Linked DNA regions of Rattus norvegicus: region 1 is linked to region 2. A link is a contact called in public Hi-C data. All regions are on one chromosome and are shown on one strand. Each heading gives the region's core, a stretch centred on a gene start, on an enhancer-like site or on the middle of the called end of the contact. The rest is flanking DNA. Distances are from core to core; before and after follow the strand shown. Region 1 holds the start of Aars2 (alanyl-tRNA synthetase 2, mitochondrial). Region 2 holds the start of Mrps10 (mitochondrial ribosomal protein S10).

The links. Hi-C and Micro-C count contacts between places; a contact is called where the count stands out from the background.
Region 1: a contact with region 2 is called in a Hi-C map of liver, with 3 times the contacts expected there. The contact joins the promoter of Aars2 here to the promoter of Mrps10 in region 2. A contact is called at or near these places in 2 of 12 Hi-C or Micro-C datasets (both in liver).

The regions. Positions count from the first base shown.
Region 1 is chr9:22,991,238-22,996,166 of GRCr8, reverse strand. Aars2 (alanyl-tRNA synthetase 2, mitochondrial) reads left to right here and starts at 2,631. Exons shown (of 22, transcript NM_001106891.1): 1 at 2,631-2,867; 2 at 3,380-3,571; 3 at 4,325-4,470; 4 at 4,672-4,839. The coding sequence starts at 2,640. It overlaps LOC108351892 (a long non-coding RNA gene), which reads right to left. Exons shown (of 5, transcript XR_010054946.1): 5 at 2,413-4,929.
Region 2 is chr9:21,120,278-21,125,218 of GRCr8, reverse strand. Mrps10 (mitochondrial ribosomal protein S10) reads left to right here and starts at 2,766. Exons shown (of 7, transcript NM_001389252.2): 1 at 2,766-2,846. The coding sequence starts at 2,799.

The DNA.
Region 1 (4,929 bases), core at 1,382-3,881, 1.9 Mb before region 2:
GGAACCAGTGTGGAGGTGTGAGGACAACCTAGGGCGTTGGTCCTCACCTCTCACTTCTGATGCAATAGATTTGCTGGTCATCACAACTACTGCAATACCACAGTCGTCACTCTGGCTGGCCCGTGGGCTCTTTCCAGGAATGCATGCATCTGCTTCTCATCTCAATGCAGGAACCCTGAAAAGCTATACAGGCCCAACTGGGGAATTGAACTCAGATCTTCAAAGTTGCAGGACCAGCACTTTGCCAACTACACTGTCACCCTAGTCTTTTAACTTTTATTTCAACAAAATCATTTTTCGTTGGCTTCTAGAAAGAGGATAGTTCTCCCTGGCTGGCCTTGAGCTAAACAGATTTAGCTGAAGGTGACCTTGTACTTCCCATTCTCCTGCATCCTCATCTAGAGGGCAGGGGTTACAGGCGCTTGTCACAAAGACCAGTTTATGTAGTGCTGACGGATGAACCAGGGCCTCATAGATGCCAGGCAAGGCCCAGCTGTTAGCTCTCAGAGCCAGGACAAAGAGCTAACTAGCTAAGGAGCCCAGTTAACATATCAAAGTGGACCTGACCACCAGGTTCTCCCAGCATCACTAAGTCCCTTACCTGTTACAGAATATGGCTAGCATACCCTGCCCTCTAACCTAAACTTCTCCAGCCCAGTAACTGGGCTGCCCTTCCCCCAACTGCCCTCCCCTATATAATCCAGCCATTTCCATTACCCAGTCCTTTTGTCTGCCTTTTACCCTCCTGGCCTCTCCCCTCTCCACTCCCATCCCTCCTCACACGGCTGGGCCTAGGGTCATGTTCACCCTGGACTTTCCCAAATGCGGCTGCCTCTGGCCGTGCTTTCCTTCAAATCTGTAATAAAGCCCCACCATACATAGGAGGAGTCATGGCCTCCTTCTGATTTTTTTTTTTATATTAACCAATAAAGCTACAGTTTTTGAGACAGGGTCTCTCTGTGTGGCCCTGGCTGTCCTGCCCCCATCACAGAGACACCCTCTGCCTCTGCTTCCCAAGTGCTGGGATTAAATGTGAAAGCTACTGTGCAACTCGTGGTGCACATTCAGGTTAGTCTAAAGTACGGGTTCACTACTACAATACGAGGGCTGTGGGTAAAGTCAGTGCGGACTGAGGATCTCCTCTCTCTGGGAAAACGGTCTCATCACAGTCAACAAATCTCACAATATTTTCTCAAGGTCACCAATCTCAGAAATCCCCATCTGGCTTCAGGTTTCTGTTCCGAAAACACTGGAGGAAGGCAAAATGGGCAGAACAACACCTTTAACCTACTTGGAAAAAGAGAACAGAGGATCATGGGAGAGATTACAGGCTCGTCAGAATTCACTATTGCTATAGAAACTCCAGTCCAAAATAGACTATGTGTTCCCTGAAAAGAAGCCGTGCTTCAAAAGACCCAAATAACACACAAAGACGGATGGCCAAGAGCCCCCGGGGTGGCCAAGGCTGTCTTTCCGACCCCAGTGACCTCTAGTGCAATGGTTCTCAACCTTCCTACTGCCTCAGCCCTTTAATACAGTTCCTCGTGTTGTGGTGAGCCCTAACCATAGAATTATTTTCATTGCTACCTCATAACTGCAATTTTGCTACTGTTACGAATCGTGATGTAAATAACTGATGTCCCAGGTCACAACCCACAGGTTGAGAACCACTGCTCTACTGGGTCTTTAACTTGGCAAATCCCTTTCTCTCCCCAGATCTGCTAAATTTCCCAGACTAAAGGTCAAGCAAGGTCATCATGAGAAGCCCCTAAGCTGTCTAGCTGTACCCACAAGGTCTGCGGGCTTCTTGGTTACTGCTATTACCATGGACAGGAAGTCAAGGGGATGGGCCTGCCAGGACAGATATCTCTTTTCTCTCAGCAAAACACAAAACCTCAGGGTACTGGGAGGCTTATGGAAAGCCAACCTCACAGCTTTCAGCCAACAACTTTGTCCTGACCTGGCGACCTGGATTCTCTCATCCCCAAGCAAATTAAAAGACCAAATGTCATTAAGCAATTAATAATGGAGCAGATGCAGTCTGGCGTCGGTGTTTCCACCAGACTCCAATTCCAAAGAACCTGCGTCAGTCCCTAAGGACAAAGTGGCTCTCTGCAAGCCGAGGGCAGAAGAGGACCTGGCAAGGTCTTAGAGCAGTGCCTGGCACTTATGCAAGGTTCTGTACTTGTTGACCACCTCTTGAATACTCACGATCCCTTGGCACTCTTCAGCCTGGACCAGCGCAAACCACACGCCCACGCACGGAATTGCACCCACACCTGTTCATATGCAACCCCCACAAAATCAATAACACAACAACCCTTACTGCCAGAATACAGATTTTGGAGGCAGAGGCATTGTGGTGTTAATCTTGCTACTAACGTTCAAAATAAAGCCTACCACATAATGATCTTTTTTTATGATTATCGGTTTAATCCTGGATGAACTAAGGGTCTACTGTGTGCAAAGTCGTATGCTGAACCGCTAGCCAGGGGTAGTCCCCTTCTTGCGCGACCACTTCCACCAGAAGCTGAGACTTGCCCCCTAAGTCTTCCACCCGCCAGGGGCCGCTGTAGGAAACCTAGGCGTCCTTTCGCACGTCACTCTTTGACCCCGCGAAGCCGTTGCCCGGAGCTAAAATGGCGGCGTCAGTGGCTGCTGCGGCCGGGAGGCTGCGGCGAGCCATTGGGAGGTCGTGCCCATGGCAGCGGTTCTCAACCGAGCCCCACCCACCCCACGGAGCGGCCGTGCGGGACGCCTTCCTGAGCTTCTTCCGAGATCGCCACGGCCACCGGCTCGTGCCCTCCGCTTCCGTGAGGCCGCGCGGCGACCCCAGCCTGCTTTTCGTCAACGCAGGCATGAACCAGGTCGGGGCGGGGCCACACCGATCGGGGGCGGAGCTCGAGGGGTCAGCCTGAGAAAAGTGCTTTCAAGATTGGACCAAAAAAGTGAGGGGCGGAACTCAGAGTGGAAGAGGGACTGGGTAAAGTGGTTGGGAGCCTGGTTAGGTTTGGGGAATTAGCTTGGAAACTTGTTGGGAGAAATTAAGTTTATTATCCTCGGATAACAGGTGTGAGGCCCTGAGGGACGGGCTTCGAGTGGAAAACTATTTAAATAAATAGAATTCATTTATTAAATAGACATTTATTGCACTCCTGCTAGGTAAATTTTACTACTTTTTACTAGGAAGAAGTGTCTGGTTTAGGTTCATTTTCCTCTTCTTTGCTTCACATACACTAGAAACGGCTGCCTGAGCTCCTTGGGGTTCCCATATCCAAGACCACATTGTACCCTTGGAGTCACAAATAGTGTTGAGTTTCAACAGCCATCTGCATCCACTCCCCAGTTTAATCCCCCTTCCTTACTTTTGTGCTTCCAGTTCAAGCCCATCTTCCTGGGCACGGTGGATCCACGAAGCGAGATGGCAGGCTTCCGACGAGTAGCTAACAGCCAGAAATGTGTCAGGGCTGGAGGACGCCATAACGACCTGGAAGATGTGGGCCGTGATCTCTCTCATCATACTTTTTTTGAGATGCTTGGCAACTGGGCTTTTGGGGGTGAATATTTTAAGGTGAGTTTCCGGGGAACTCTAGACTTAAAGCCTTTGAACCCCGAATACTGGACATTGTGGCCAGGTGCTAGGCTGTGTTATAGGGGAGAAAGATGACTTGGTTGGTAAAGTGCTTGTGGTTCCCAGAACTTGCATTTAAAGTGCAGCCCGAAAGTCTGTGTCTGTGATTCTGGAGGATCCTTGGAAGTTCACAGACAAGCTCGTCTAGCCTACAGACAAGGTTCCAAGCTAATGAGAGACCCTGTTTCAAACAAAAATTAGTTCCTAAGTACAGACACCCACAGCTGTCCTTTAACTTTCACAGGTGAATGCCCACATGTTACAGGAGTGCACACACACATGCACATGCGCGCACACACACACACACACAACGTCCAATGTGAAGGAATATGCCTCACTTCCCTGACTGAGGGAAGGGACTGTCTCCTGCCTAATGGCCATTTAAAAGTTAGCTGAACAGATAGCCAGACAGCTGTGCTGAGATCGCCACTGGAGTCACTGGACCTAAAGTCCCCAGGTCAGGGTGGCTGGGTGGAGAGGTTTATGGAGAAGATAGAATTCATCTGGGTCTGGAAAGAAGGTAGGTCTGTAACGATGGGCACACTTTCTGGGTAAGAAAAGCCTCAAGGCAGAAGTGGACATGGTCTGACATTGAAGCTAGGGTGGGTAGTGGGAATGGTTTTGTCTTATTCTCATGAACTTGGGTGGCCAGATCGTCTCATCTCTCCACCCCCATGGTGGGTTTCCCTGCAGAAAGAAGCATGTAGCATGGCCTGGGAACTGCTGACTCAAGTCTATGGGATCCCTGAGGACAGGTTATGGGTCTCCTATTTCAGTGGTGACTCCAAGACAGGGTTGGACCCAGACCTGGAGACCAGAGACATCTGGCTCAGCTTGGGGTAAGTCAGGCCCCTTCTTCTGTCCCCTGGCAATAGGAAGAGTAGAAAACAGACCTATCTGTACAAGCCCTCATGACTTTGGCATGTCCCAGCATGCTATGCTCAGCCCTAGGACCCTCTTCCTAACCTGGACTTGGGTGAGAGGCTATCCCAGCCTCTGACCATGCCAGTCTCCCACCACTTACATGACTTTCTCCCCAGGGTACCTGCCAGCCGTGTGCTCTCGTTCGGACTGCAAGAGAACTTCTGGGAGATGGGAGACACCGGACCTTGTGGGCCTTGTACCGAGATCCATTACGATCTGGCTGGTGGAATGGGACCCCCCCAGCTGGTTGAGCTATGGAATCTGGTCTTCATGCAACACTACAGGTAATGGTGGCCGTCACTACCACTAGTTGCTAGTCAAAAAGAGAAACTGATCTAATTCTCCTCCTTGACTGTGACATCCTTCACTCATTA
Region 2 (4,941 bases), core at 1,517-4,016:
AAGACTCTAACTTCTGCACTCGCACCTGAGGCATTACCCTGAAATACAGTTTTATAACTCATAATGACTTAGGAGAGGAAAACAAGGGGTTCTGAGAAAACCATAGCATTCGAGCATAGACGCAGAGAAATCTGATGAAGCAAAGGCAGCTCTGGTGGCCACACGCCATCCTGAAAGAGCTGAATCTCAGCTGAGAGAATCTACCAAGACAAAAGTCAAGGCCTCCAAGAAGAGGACATTTAGTCGTTAAGGCTGTTTAGAGCACATCTCTCTGGTTCAGCATGCCACTGAGTCGATAAAAACAAGTCAATCAAACTTTCTTTGTGAAGTGGGGTGGGCAGGAGGGTACCTTTAGTCTCCTCATCCAAAGGAGACATTGAATGCTGAACATGAATCCGTCATAGACAGAACCAGCCCACTGCACAGTTGAGCAGTCCCAGAGCTAGGATTGTGAAGGCTGTTACGGGTTCAGCTGTAGCTCACCATTTGACCTTGGCCAAGTCAACCCGACTCTGAACGTCACCTTACAGTTAAGATACAGTTACCTCTGTGAGCATGAGATTGGGTCATTTCCTAGCTGAAGTGCTGCTATCTTTACGAGTGCAGCAGACTCCCCTGAGCTGAGACCATCCAGAAGGACTGGAGGCTGAGTGAGGAGCCATCGTCAAGGTACCACGTGGAAAGATGGATGCAAAGTTTAGAAGTAGCAAAGAGATGAAGGTTGGGGCACTCTCGGAACGGACCACTGGCTGAGAGGGATAACTCTGAATGTCATGATTTAGAGAGAGCCTAATTCTGAGGAAGCCTCTGGGGTGCCTGCGCAGGTAGGGCATAGCCAAGTCCAGCCATGTACTAATGAAGATTCTGTTTCCACATAGAGACCACATAGAGGCCAGCCTGAGGGGCAGGAAAGTAGTCCGTACTCACAGGCCTTCCATCAGTTTGTACCATCTGGACCAAATCATTCTTCGCTTAATTCTCTGGCCTGCCAAATAAGACGACTAGTGTCTGCCAAATAAGATGACTAGGTAGACACTAGTCATCATGCAACTTTACGTTGGCATGATGCTTTATTGAGATGTAAGACTCTCAGAGAGAATCTTCCCTCAGGAGGGAGATCCTCAAGCCCAATGACCAGTCCGAGTCCACAGGCTGCAATCAGCAAGAGGATTTTTATTGATCAGGATACACAGGTATCTGTGGGCGTCCCAGTCAATTTGGAAGACTGGCGCGCCTAGCAGAACCAGGGATGGGTTTTTATAGTGTATTGGGAGCAGAAGCAGGCTTACAGAAGCAGATGCATGGTTACAGGGATGTGATTGGTGGAGTAAATGAGGCATACGTGTATGTTACCTATTTTGGCTATAATCATAACAGTGAGTTAGCAAAAAGTACATGGTAGTCAGGGCTTCCGGGGGGTCAGGGACTTTTTCTTTTTCCTGTCAGGTGGCCCATGGAGCAGTGCCCATAATTTAGTCTGGTTTCTGCATTTTGTTTTCTTTTCTGGTCTGTTTCGTCTAAATGATGGGTCAGCTTGTCCCACATATCTAAAAACTTACTTTTTATTTCTATAGTTGAGGGCCTTGGGCTTGTACAATTCCCTTTCTGGGAGGGGGTCTTTCAGAGATACTGTATCAGCTGGGTTTGTGTGTCAAGTTGACACAAGCTGGAGTCATTGGAGAGGAAGGCGCCTCAGTGGAAGATGTGTCTCCATGAGATCCAACTGTAAGGCATGTTCTCAATTGGTGATCTATGGGGGAAGGTCCAGGCAACTGTGGGTGCTGTCATCCCTAGGCTAGTGGTCCTGGGTTCTATAAGCAGGCCGACTGAGCAAGCCATGGGAAGCAAGCCAGTAAGCAGGAGCCCTCCATTGGCATCTGCATCAGCTCCTGCTCCCAGGTTCCAGCCCTGCTTAAGTTCCTGTCCTGACTTCCTCCAATGATATACTATGATCTGGAAGTGTAACTAAATAAACCCTTTTCTCGCCAGCTTGCTTTTTGGTTATGGTGTTTTGTCACAGCAATGGAAACCCTAACTAAGGTAGATACTTTGTATCGTCCTCATTAAATTGATCCTTATCCATTTTCCCAATAACCTTTTAAGAGCCAGGATGTAGAAGAGATGCCACAAATTCAGGATGAGTTTATCATATAGCATTTAATCTCATTTAATCCTCTACTGCTTTGTCCTCCTCTCTACTTGGCAAATGGAAAAAAAAAAATGGGTTCAGAGTATGGAAGAAAGTTGATCAAGTCACCCACCTAAACAGAAACCAGAGCTCCTAAGTGTGGAGCTTCCATTACGTTAAATGCATGGGAAGGCATTTTGAAAAACACAATTTAGAAATATCCATTAACAAGCCTGGCATTCCGACGGTGTGAACAAAGTTTAACAACAAAATGGCTTCTGCAATAAGGTAAAATGTTAGAATTTGGACTCAGTAGTAACAGCAAATTCCTTTCCAAGTATGCGTTTTGTTGTGTGCGTCTCAAAGCAAACAAACAAGAAACACCCACGACAAATATAATTAGGCTATATAGCATATAGATAGAACCTGGCAGTTTATCCAGACGGCGAAAGCGACGCATCCACTCAAAAACTTAAATGAATGCGTGAATAATAAACAAGTAAATAAATAATAAAGTAGAAATTTAAATTAAAAAAACAAAATCAAGGGGCCACGTCTCTATGGTTGTTTCAGTGCCGGAACACAGGAGACACTCTCTCTTTTTCGAACTCTATGGTTCGAGGGCACGGCTGTGATCCCGGAAGCGATCGTGGGAGGTCAGGGCACCAAGATGGCGGCGCGCGCAGCGTGTGTGGCTGTCTGCCGGCGCCTGCAGCAGGTAAAGGGGTGGTCGGGAAACCCTGGCGGCCGAAGGCGCCGTCGCCGAGTCCCGCTGCTACCCTCTACCCGGCCGGCTCGGAGTGTTCCTCCATAGTTTTTATTAGGAAGGGACAAGATAAGGGCTGATTTTTTTTCCCCCGAGAGACTCAAATTGACAAGATAGGAACTAGAACTATAGAATGTCAGAGCGGGAAAGATGAGAAAAATATGTCCAGAAGCCCTCCCTTCACGTTAGAAAGGGCAGTGAGAACCTTGAGCTTAGAGAAGACAGGAATACTCGGATACTTAGGTGCTGAGCCGGAGCTGGACTCAGAAAGCTCGCGTGGAGTTACATTGAGAGGTCCTCCTCGCCTTCAGGGGTTGGAGAGATTGACTCGAAGGGCCCCAGGAATGGGTTAGATCTCCCTCAAGAGGTTCTTTGAAGAAGGAAAACTTGCCTGATGTTGCACGGCGTGAATCACAGCACTGGGGAAAGGAGGCAGGCGGACTTCTGGGTTCGAAGACAGTCAGGCTACATGTTGAGATCCTGTCGCAAAATAAATAATTAAACAACAACAAAAACTAGGCGGTCTCAAGAACTTTGGCCTCGAGACCTTTGTGGTTTTTGAAAACAAAGCTCAGAACTGGACCTCTAATAGGATTACTTGTAAAGCACGAGGAAGATTGCCCACTAGCCTGGCCTGCAAATTGAGACCCTGTCTTCAAAATAAACGATTTTTTAAAAAGGAAGGGCTGAGACTAGCTCAGTTGCTAGAGACCTCAATGCCTAAAGCTGGCTCTGGGTTGGATCCACAGCAGCACATAACCCAGAGACGGCAGCCCACACCTGTCACACCAGCCCTTGAGAGGTCAAAGCAAGAGGATCAGAAGTTCAAAATCACTCTCAGCTACATACAGAGTTCAGAACCAGAGTGGGCTCCGTAAACTTGTGTCTACAAAAACGTTTATCCTTTATACTAGAGACTGAACCCAGGGCCTTGCGCACACCAGACAAAGGTCCTGCCACTGAACCCCATTCTTAGCCTTCTGTGGAACTCCAGTCCTCTGCAAGAACTGTGAGCGGTCACTTCAGCCTCTGTATCTTCCCAGGTTAAATTAGTTAACACTTTAGAAAGACTGCTTCCCAAAGCAAAAGCAAGTTTGATGGAGAGTAATGCCTCAGTATGCAGCCTCACGGCAGAAGCGGCTTTCTTATTTGTTTTTGCACACCATCTTTTATCATATAGTACAACTCATGCAGCTTTGTAAGACTCCACTGTACACCAGCCAGAGGATGGAAGCAGAAAAGCCTTGAGTAATTCTTAGTGAGTTTTGGTTTCAGGCTTTCTGAGAGTGTCTTAAGGATTCATGGGCAGTCCCAGCCCACACTTGTATAACCACTGATCCTAAGAAAAAGACATGAGAGCTAGAGAGGTGAGATAGCTCAGTGGTTAAGAGCACTTGCTGCACAACCATGAGGTCTGGGGTTCAGGTGACAGCACCAGGCTATCAAGAGGGTCACTCATGCCCCCCTGTGACCCAGCTCCAGGGGTTCACAGGAGGTCCAGTGAAGCTTTTTGGCTTCCAGAATAGCCAAGAAAATTTTGAGTCCTGGGAGCAGTGAGATCCTACCGTAAGCAGGTGCAGAGTGACAGAGAATGACAGCTTCTAGCCCCCAAACACTTGCACATACATGTACATGAATGTAGAAACACCATACAAATGTAGAATTTTTTTTTAAAAGAAAACTAGGATGCTAGAGAAGGAAGTGTTGCACTTGTGAGAAAAACTTTATCCAGCCAGATCTGTACACACCCAAGCCCTTAAAAAAGTTAAAGCTGCAGGCAGTGGTTCATAGCAAACCCTCGGGAGGCAGACTCCAGGCCATCCCCATCTCTCCAGTTGGAGGCCAGGTCGGAAGGCACGCAACCCCCACCTCAGAGTCAACAGACATTTCAGAATGTGACCAGGAAATGTGCTTCTTAGCATTTGGGTCGCTGGTGTCAGAGAGCTTACTGTCTGAGTGTGAGGGCCACGACGACACATGCTCTTACACTGAGCCTGGTGTCCTTGCTTGTAAGCCAAGTAAGGCTGGAAACGTGTGTCCCAGCATA